Linked DNA regions of Mus musculus: regions 1 and 3 are each linked to region 2. A link is a contact called in public ChIA-PET and promoter capture Hi-C data. All regions are on one chromosome and are shown on one strand. The core of a region is the stretch at or near the end of the contact, and the rest is flanking DNA. Distances in the headings are between cores, read along the strand shown. Region 1 holds the start of Zfp36l1 (zinc finger protein 36, C3H type-like 1). Region 2 holds the start of Exd2 (exonuclease 3'-5' domain containing 2). Region 3 has its middle 11 kb from the start of Gm51986.

Region 1 (2,700 bases), core at 193-2,692, 350 kb after region 2:
GGGAAGAAACGTGCGAGGCCTGGGCGGTGCGGCCCGCGATTTCCGCCCGGGTCTCCACTGCAGCACGCGAGCCGGTGCGGGTGGGAGGCAGCCAGACCTAATAGTAAATAAACACATAGTTCGTGGTTTTAAAGGGCGGTGTAATTCATTGAAGGCCACTGAGTTCCGTGGGTCTTATTGCTTGGTACCCCCAAACCGGGCATAGTGACAAGCCATATGTTCCGTTCGCGTGGGGGCGGGAGAGCAGCAAGAAGTGTCGCTTCCCCCACCTCTACCTTCCTTCTTACCAAAGTAACTTTTTCCCCCCTTGTTTTTAACATTCGGGGATGTGTGGAGGAGGCAGCCCGAATTCAAAGCGCGCGTGGAAAGTGACTTGTTGCTCTTTTATTTTCAGGGGGTGCCCTTGAAAGTCTGGACTTTTCTGCTGTAGCAAGTTTAAAGATCGGTTATGTGAACAAAGCGCCCCATCTAGGTCTGAAAGAATTCTGCCCAGGCAGTGGTGCCCCCACCATACCGGGAAAACGCAGGCTGCCGGCCCAGCACGCGTGGACCCCGCGCTGCGCGCAAAATCTTACTGCTCTCGCCCCCTCCAGCCTAGGCTCTCCTGGAGAAAAAGTTTTCTCTGGTCATCCCTACTTCTTTTGCTCACTGATGGGAAACAACAAACATAAAACTCTTGACTCGAACATTTGGGGTGCTCCGCATTCCTAAACTCCTCGCCCAGCTCATTTTGCGATGGGCAGCCGGGTGTGGACAGGGAAGTCAGGGGAAGGTAAGTCGTGCGGGCACTTGGAGAAGTTTCAAGGGACACTAGCTCAAGATGGAAACCGCAGCCCTGGCCCGCTCAAGACCAGCTCCAGCGCCTGCTAGGAAGAAAAAAAAAAAAAAAAAAGACAGGGGGGAGAGGGAGGGAGGAGGGGGGGGAGAGAGAGAGAGAGAGAGAGAGAGAGAGAGAGAGAGAGAGAGAGAGAGGAGAGTCGAGCCCGCCTTCCAACTCTTAAAAAAAAAAACCAACAAACACAACAACTCGAACTCCGAAGGGGGTGGAATGAGTGATGTCACAGAGCCGAGCAGCGAGGTTGACAAAGGGTGGGCGCCCCTCCCCCTCTGCCGGGCTCGGCCCAGGGGAGGGGCGCCCCCGGAGCCCGCGGACTCGAAACTTTTCCTCTTTAAGAAAAAAAAGTTTTGCGCCGCTCCGAGTGCTTTTTTTTTTTTTTTTTTTCCGCCTTCTTTCCTCGTCTCCCTCCCCCTTCTTCCTTTTGAAAGTTTCTTTCCTCCCCCTTTACCCCTCCCTCCCTCTTGACCGCATGGCTGATTCAACCTCAGTGTCAATCAACTTTTTTTCCGCCTCCTCTTCTTCATTTAAATACGTTTAAAGCTCCTCCTTCCACCCCCCCCAACCCACCAAATCTTATAAATTGGGCTTTGCGCGCCGCAGCCCGGGAGAGTCAGAAAGGCGAGGGGCGCCGGGAGCAGGCGTGTGGGACTCCTGACCGGAGAGCCGGAGGCTGCGCCTTCCCCGCACCGGGACCTTCACGACACACCAGATCCTAGTCCTTGCCCCGTGCGAACGCCCACGATGACCACCACCCTCGTGTCCGCCACCATTTTTGACTTGAGCGAAGTTTTATGCAAGGTAAAGCAGGGCGGAGCGTTGGCTTTTTGAAAGTTTCTCTTGTGCTCCAAGAAACTCTAAAAAGTTTGGGTCTCGGGGACGTGAAGGAGTTTCACTGCTTGCGTTTCCCTCCATGGTGAAGGAATTTGTTTATGTCCTCCTCGCACTTAAGTTTCAGGTCCCAGGTGGGGTTCTGTGAATCCGGGGAGCAAAGTTCTGGGCGACTGCTCCAGTTTGCGGGGCAAGGAGGTGCGGAAGAGTGGTTAGGTTTGGGACGAATTTTGAAGGATTCTTTTCTGCATGGTGCACCTCCGGAGCTGGGCTAAGCGGGTGGGCTCGGCTTCGCAGTGTGCGCCTTGGGTTTCCTGTACCCGCTGGAGATGTTCGAGGTTACCCAACACCTTTTGCTAGGGGTCTCTAGGAAAAGCGAGGTCTCAGGGCGGTATCTGACTGGGAGAATTTTCCTGTCTGTTTTGGGGAGCTAAGAGATAATGCGACGAAGAAAGAGGCCGACTTAAGGTTCAAAAAGATGTAGGCAAAGCGACTTTGTAGTGGAGTTTGTCCGCCCCAGCTGGGCTAGGTTCCCGCTGCGGGAGCTGGTCGATCGTGCTGCAAACTTGGGGCTGAAACTGTTTGCTTACCTGGGTTGTGAGGCACTACGGTTCGTTGACTAAGGAATAGGGGAACAAAATGCTGCCAGACCTCAAGTTCCCGCCAGTTAGGATTTAAGAGGGCCAAAATGGGGCAGTTTGCCAGTCAGGTTTTTGAAAAACAAAACAGAAAAAAACTTTTAAAACCGTAATGTTCCAGGAGTGCGATTGAAATAACTCCGTGAATGTTGTTAATTTTTTGCCCGCTCTACTTCCCCCAACCCCCCAATTTGAAAGGATGAAGCTGCTAGGCTACTTTTAATTGCTGAACTGTTTTTGCCTTCCCTTAAACACGTCGGGTCATGTTGCTCTCTTCCTAGCTCGCTGCTCCTGTCGGTGCAGCTGCCAAGGCCCCGGGGCTGCAGGGTTGGGGTGCAGGGCCGTGCTGGAGTTGAAGAGCAACATCAAAAACTTTGCATTTTCGGCTTCTTTCCC
Region 2 (2,700 bases), core at 28-2,527:
TTATAACCCCTTAGAAGCCTGTTTGTTTTCTAATTGAGACAGAAAGGGAGTGGATTCGGATGGGAAGGGAGGTGGGGAGGAACTGGAAGGGGTGGAGGAAGTGGATACCACAGTCGGAATATATTATGTGAAGAGAAAAAGATGTATTTTCAACAAAATAATTCAACAGCACCAGCTACTTTTCCAGAGGACGCAAATTCAGCTCCTAGCACACTCCCTCCCACCAGGCAGCTCACAGGCGGCTGCAACTCCGGCTCCAAATAACGCACACACATAAACAAAAATAAATCTTGACTTAATCCCAGCACTTGGCAGAGGCCAACAGATCCCTGAGTTCCAGGCCAGAAAGGGCTACATAGCGAGAGACCCTCCCCCTCCCCACTACTCCAGTTCTTTAAAAAAGAAAAAAAAAAAAAGAAAAAAAGAAAAAAAAGTTACTAAAAACAAAACAGTTCTGTGTTTCTAAGGAATGGTTACATAAGGGAATTTGCGTCCAATCGTGTACCAAAGCTTATAAATACTTGAGTTGTCTGAATTTTGGTGAACAGCTGTCCATTTTTAATAAATAAGATTTAAAGTTCTAGTTTGATCTGCCCCGCCAAAAAAAAAAAGCCAAAGCCAAAGGTGAAAAGCCAAAGCCAGAGGTGGTGCCCAGCAAATCGACGGGCGGCGAGCGATGTGGCCCCGCAGGTCCCGGGTGGGGCGGGTCCCCCGAAGCCCGGAGGAACCCCGGCGGGGGCTGCTTTTTAACTGACGAGGTCAGAAAGCCTTGAAGGGTTGGTGGATGCTCCTGACGAGGAGACGGGCGGATGGAAAGGGGCGGCCCGGGAAGGCTTGGGGACCAATGGCGGGACGAGTCCTCCCCGAACCTGAGGGCTCAACCGCCCACACCGAGAGTGAGGGGCCAAGAGGCCGCGCCTCAGGGCGGGGAGAGGGGCAGTGCCAACAACGCCTGGGCACCTCTGCAGCCCAACAGTCGCCCACGCGCAAAGTGGTCCCTTCAGCATCACCACCCTCTCGAGCCGCGCTGGAAACCCCTCTGCCTGCCACACAACCCCAGAGAGGACTTTGCCAACCCGAGCTTCCCTTACCTGCGGCCTCCAGCCTCGACCGAACACCTGCGGCACCCCACGCTGACAAGCTGGAACCCCCGCGGCGGTCTGGGCGCACCCACCCGGATGCATAAAAGCCGTAGCCACTTCCGGCCCAGTGGCTGGCCAGGAGGATACAACCCCCGTGGTGTGTGCCTATGGGCCGCGCCATTTTGTACGGAAGCCGCTAGGGCAGCATTTCCTCCCCAGGTTCTCGGTTAAAGGATGGGGAAGGAGGGTTATAATTGCGAAGACTTAATGTCTTCAGAAAAGTGGTGTTTTCTGAGATGCCGCTTCGTCTTTTGGTTTTGGCTTTGAAGGAAGAAGCCTATTGAACTTTCGCTCACAAATGCAACACAGGACATTTTTTCTCTTTTACCCAGGGTAGCGTTTCTCCACTACATTAATTTTCTTATTTTTTTTCCATTTTTTTATTAGGTATTTAGCTCATTTACATTTCCAATGCTATACCAAAAGTCCCCCATACCCACCCACCCCCATTAATTTTCTTATATTCGAGCGGGAAAATAAGGAAACTGTTTACAGAATGTGCTCTTCATTCGCGTTATATATTATAGCCATTAATCTCTCTCTCTCTCTCTCTCTCTCTCTCTCTCTCTCTCTCTCTCTCTCTCTCTCTCTCTCTCTCTCTCTCTCCCTCTCTCTCTCTCTCTCTCTCTCTCTCTCTCTCTCTCTCTCTCTCTCCCCTCTCCCCATCTCCCTCTCTCTCCCTCCCTCTCCCTCTCTCCCTCTCCCCTCTCGTACATGTCTGAAGATGCCAGAAGAGGGCGTTGAGCCCCTGGAAAAGATTTATAGAGCCGGCGTGGATTTCTGAGTTCGAGGCCAGCCTGGTCTACAGAGTGAGTTCCAGAACAGCCAGAGCTACACAGAGAAACCCTGTCTCAAAAAACCAAAAAAAAAAAAAAGAAAGAAAGAAAAGAAAAGGAAAAAAAATTATAGAAAGTGTTGAGCTATTGTGTGGGGGCTGTTAATTGAACCTGGGTCCTCCAGAAGAGCAACCAGTGCTCTTTACTGTTGTCATCTCTCCTGGTCCCTATATCCTCATAACAACCACAATATTGTCTATATATGAAACCATTCATTCAGGATTGATTTTTTTTTTAAGGGGGTTAAAGCAGGGTGTTGTGTAGCACAATCTGGCTCTCAACTCTCAAAATGTGAGCAAAGGTGACCTTAGATTCCTGATCTTCCAGCTTCCATCTCCCAAGTGTTAGGATTACAGGCAGGCTTGGGCCACCACACCCCGTTTATGCAGTGGTGGGGATCTAGACCTCAGGCTACAATGATAAATTTGAGGTAAGCCTGGGTTACACGAAACGCTATCTCAAAAAGGAAGGAGTTTTGTTTTGTTTATAAATTTTCATCTTTTTCTGTCCACTCAAGAAGCTTAGAGGCTGGTTGGAAACATCCACAGTAGCACTTGAGCACACACACATACAATGTGAGAAGTGAGAGGACATCTTTTGAAGATACAGAAATTTGAGGGAAATGCCCATAATAATTTTAGAACTCTATAAAATCCTCTCAGACATGGTGCTATTCTCACACATCACACAAAGGGATAAGTCACTGAACAACCCACAGGTTA
Region 3 (2,700 bases), core at 116-2,615, 270 kb before region 2:
CGGGGTGAATGTGGCTGCTCTCTCTCTCTCTCTCTCTCTCTCTCTCTCTCTCTCTCTCAAGACAGGGTTTCTCTGTGTAGCTCTGGCTGTCCTGGAACTCATTTTGTAGGCCAGGCTGGCCTTGAACTCAGAAATCCACCTGCCTCTGCCTCCCAAGTGCTGGGATTAAAGGCATGCGCCACTGTTTGTTTCCTGAGAAGCATCTCCAGGGATGGGAAGCTCCAATCTAGACCAGAACTGGGGGTGAGTTGAAAAGAGCATCCACAGTCACGCGTGTCATAATGATGTTCCAATACATGTTATATTTTCCAGGATGTGCTACAAAGAACACTGGCCTTGAGCGCAAGGGCCTGAACTTCCATTTCCAAGTCATGTGATCTCGGGCAAGTTCTTAGCCACTATGGACCTTATTATATAAACCCAGGAAAGGGATGTTGTGAGACCACAAACTAGAAACCAGTGTGAAAGGGTCCGGTTTATAATGTGCTAGGTATACGACGGTCAAAGCAGAGCCTTTGTTTTCTATCCTAAAGGAAGGAATGACCTACAGATCAGCCCAGGCCAATCACGCAGCGCTGTGCAGTCACAAAGCCCGCCCTCCCCCTGCTGCCGGAGCCCCAGCTCACTTTCCCACCAGAATCTGCAGCATGTTGCCATCTGCTGGGAAGAAGACGGTAGTGGACATCCAAGCATCCCTACCTAAACTGCAGGAAGCCAGAGTGAAGGAAATCCTAAAGAAAAGAAGGGTAGGAACTGGGCAGCGAACCTTTGACCTGTGAGACAGACAGGGCCCCCTCCATTGGCCAACAACTCGTCAGAATAATATTTCAATTCGCTTTTATTTTTTTAAAGTGATAGGATATTATTTAAGGAAAGAAATCCTGACACACCGTTGAACCTCGAGGATGCTATCTATGCTAATGAAGTAAGCTAGTGGGGAAAAAAATCTGGTTAAGAACATTGGGTGCTCTTGCAAAAGACCCTGGCTTAGTTCCCAATGCCCACATGGTAGCTCTCAACCATCTGTAACTCAAGTTCCAGGAGATCCAATGCCTTCTCCTGGCACCTTTCAGACACCACGCATGCGCATACTGTACGCACATACGTGCAGGCAAAGCAGCCGCACACACAAAATAAAATAAATCTTTAACAAGACAAACAAACAAAAATTGGCTCACAAGACAGCTCATCAGTGGGAGCAAACACAGAGATCGACAAAGATTTGTGTTTAATCCCAGAAACCCACATGGTGGAGGACAGAACTGGTTCCAACAAGTTAACCTCTGACCTCCACATGTGTGCTGTACAGCACTCAATAAATAAACAAACATGTAAAGAGAATGACAAATACTGCCTTGTTCCACTTCCTGGGTCTGTGTCTAAAGTTGCCGTAGACACAGGAAGTAGAATGGAGTTTGCCAGCACAGGGAGTGGGGCCAGGGATCATCTCTTAACGGGTTCTGAGGTTTGCCAAATGAAGCATTCTGGAAACGGATTGCGCAACAATGTAAATATATTTAACATCACTAAGTCACATGTGTAGAAATGGTTCAAATGCCCAAGAGACAGAGGAGGGCAGATCTCTGAGTTTGAGACCAGCCTGATCTACTACAGGGCAAGTTCAAGGACAACCAGGGCTACACAGAGAAACCCTGTCTTGAAAGACCAAAAAGACAAGACAAGACAAGACAAGACAAGACAAGACAAGAGAAAAAAAGAAAAGAAAAAGAAGAAAGCAAAAATAAAGAAAAGGGGTTCAAATAAGACAGGGTTTCTCTGTGTAGCCCTGGTTGTCCTGGAACTCACTCTGTAGGCCAGGCTGGCTTCGAACTCAGAAATCAGCCTGCCTCTGCCTCCTGAGTGCTGGGATTAAAGGCATGCATGAATGACCATTGCCCGGCTCAAGTGATAAATTTTGATCGCATATTTTACCTCAATAAAAAGCCCAATAAAAGACAATGGAGGTGTGCAACTCCACGCCAGAGAATCACAATAAATGCTGACTGAATAAAGATAGGCACACAGCCTCAGACATGGGGTGAAGGCAGCAATGGGCATTTCCATTGATTATTTTTTCCTTGTCTTTCCTGTTCTCATCTCAAGGCCAAAATTAATTAACTAAATAATTGATTTGAAACAGTGTTTCACTGTGTAGCCCTAGCTGTTCTGAAACTCACTCTGTAGACCAGGCTGGCCTCAAACTCACAGAGATCCACCTGCTTCTGCCTGCCCAGTGCTAAGACTAAAGGCGTGTGCCACCACACCTGGCTCAAACTTTTCAGATAAGTTAGAGGACAGTGTGGCACTTAGTTCAACTAACCAGAGCATCCTCCTAGAGGGCCTGGCTCTCCTGACCTCTAGTGGCAGTCACAGGCTACAGAGCAGAAAAATCCTGGATTATGGGAGTCTCCATAGTCATCTACGTGACCTTATGAGAGTAAAGAGACTTCTCTCCTGCAATTATAAACATACATAGATACAGAAATCATTATAAAGAGTGGCTCTCCAATGCCACATGGCCAGCAAGTGACCAGCAGAGGCTTTGCCTTCTCTATCAGGGCCACCTCTCCACAGAAGTAGGGAGAGAGGCAAGGTCCTCCTGAGGTCTTGTCAGCTCAACTGCTGCTTGGCAAAGGACAAAGTCTCCTTTAAGACACCCCAAGCCAGTGCCAGGCGTGGTGGCACACGCCTTTAATCCCA

Evidence for each region. Promoter capture Hi-C pulls out the DNA fragments that hold promoters and counts their contacts. ChIA-PET counts read pairs in DNA pulled down with a chosen protein or histone mark.
Region 1: an RNA polymerase II ChIA-PET map of memory CD8 T cells shows a contact between it and region 2, with 89 read pairs. The contact joins the promoter of Zfp36l1 here to the promoter of Exd2 in region 2. A contact is called at or near these places in 2 of 115 datasets of contacts at active chromatin or transcription factors (memory CD8 T cells and pancreatic cancer cells) and 2 of 9 other capture datasets (adipose tissue and liver).
Region 3: a promoter capture Hi-C map of hippocampal neurons shows a contact between it and region 2, with 4 times the contacts expected there. The contact joins the enhancer-like site here to the promoter of Exd2 in region 2. A contact is called at or near these places in 3 of 39 promoter capture datasets (embryonic stem cells and hippocampal neurons), 2 of 115 datasets of contacts at active chromatin or transcription factors (both in embryonic stem cells) and 2 of 9 other capture datasets (liver and pancreatic islet).

What each region holds. Positions count from the first base shown.
Region 1 is chr12:80,111,755-80,114,454 of GRCm38.p6, reverse strand. It overlaps Zfp36l1 (zinc finger protein 36, C3H type-like 1), which reads left to right and starts at 1,442. Exons shown (of 2, transcript NM_007564.5): 1 at 1,442-1,636. The coding sequence starts at 1,580. Gm52006 reads left to right here. Exons shown (of 3, transcript XM_030247048.1): 3 at 1-875.
Region 2 is chr12:80,461,672-80,464,371 of GRCm38.p6, reverse strand. Exd2 (exonuclease 3'-5' domain containing 2) reads right to left here and starts at 1,277. Exons shown (of 9, transcript NM_133798.3): 1 at 1,092-1,277.
Region 3 is chr12:80,728,671-80,731,370 of GRCm38.p6, reverse strand. No RefSeq gene overlaps it. Among named protein-coding and RNA genes, the nearest start is that of Gm51986, 11 kb to the right of the region's middle. Within about 2 kb of position 1,365, at least 19 of the 459 cell types and tissues checked have an H3K27ac peak or open chromatin away from gene starts, as enhancers often do. A contact at or near this core is called in hippocampal neurons and liver, where this site is marked.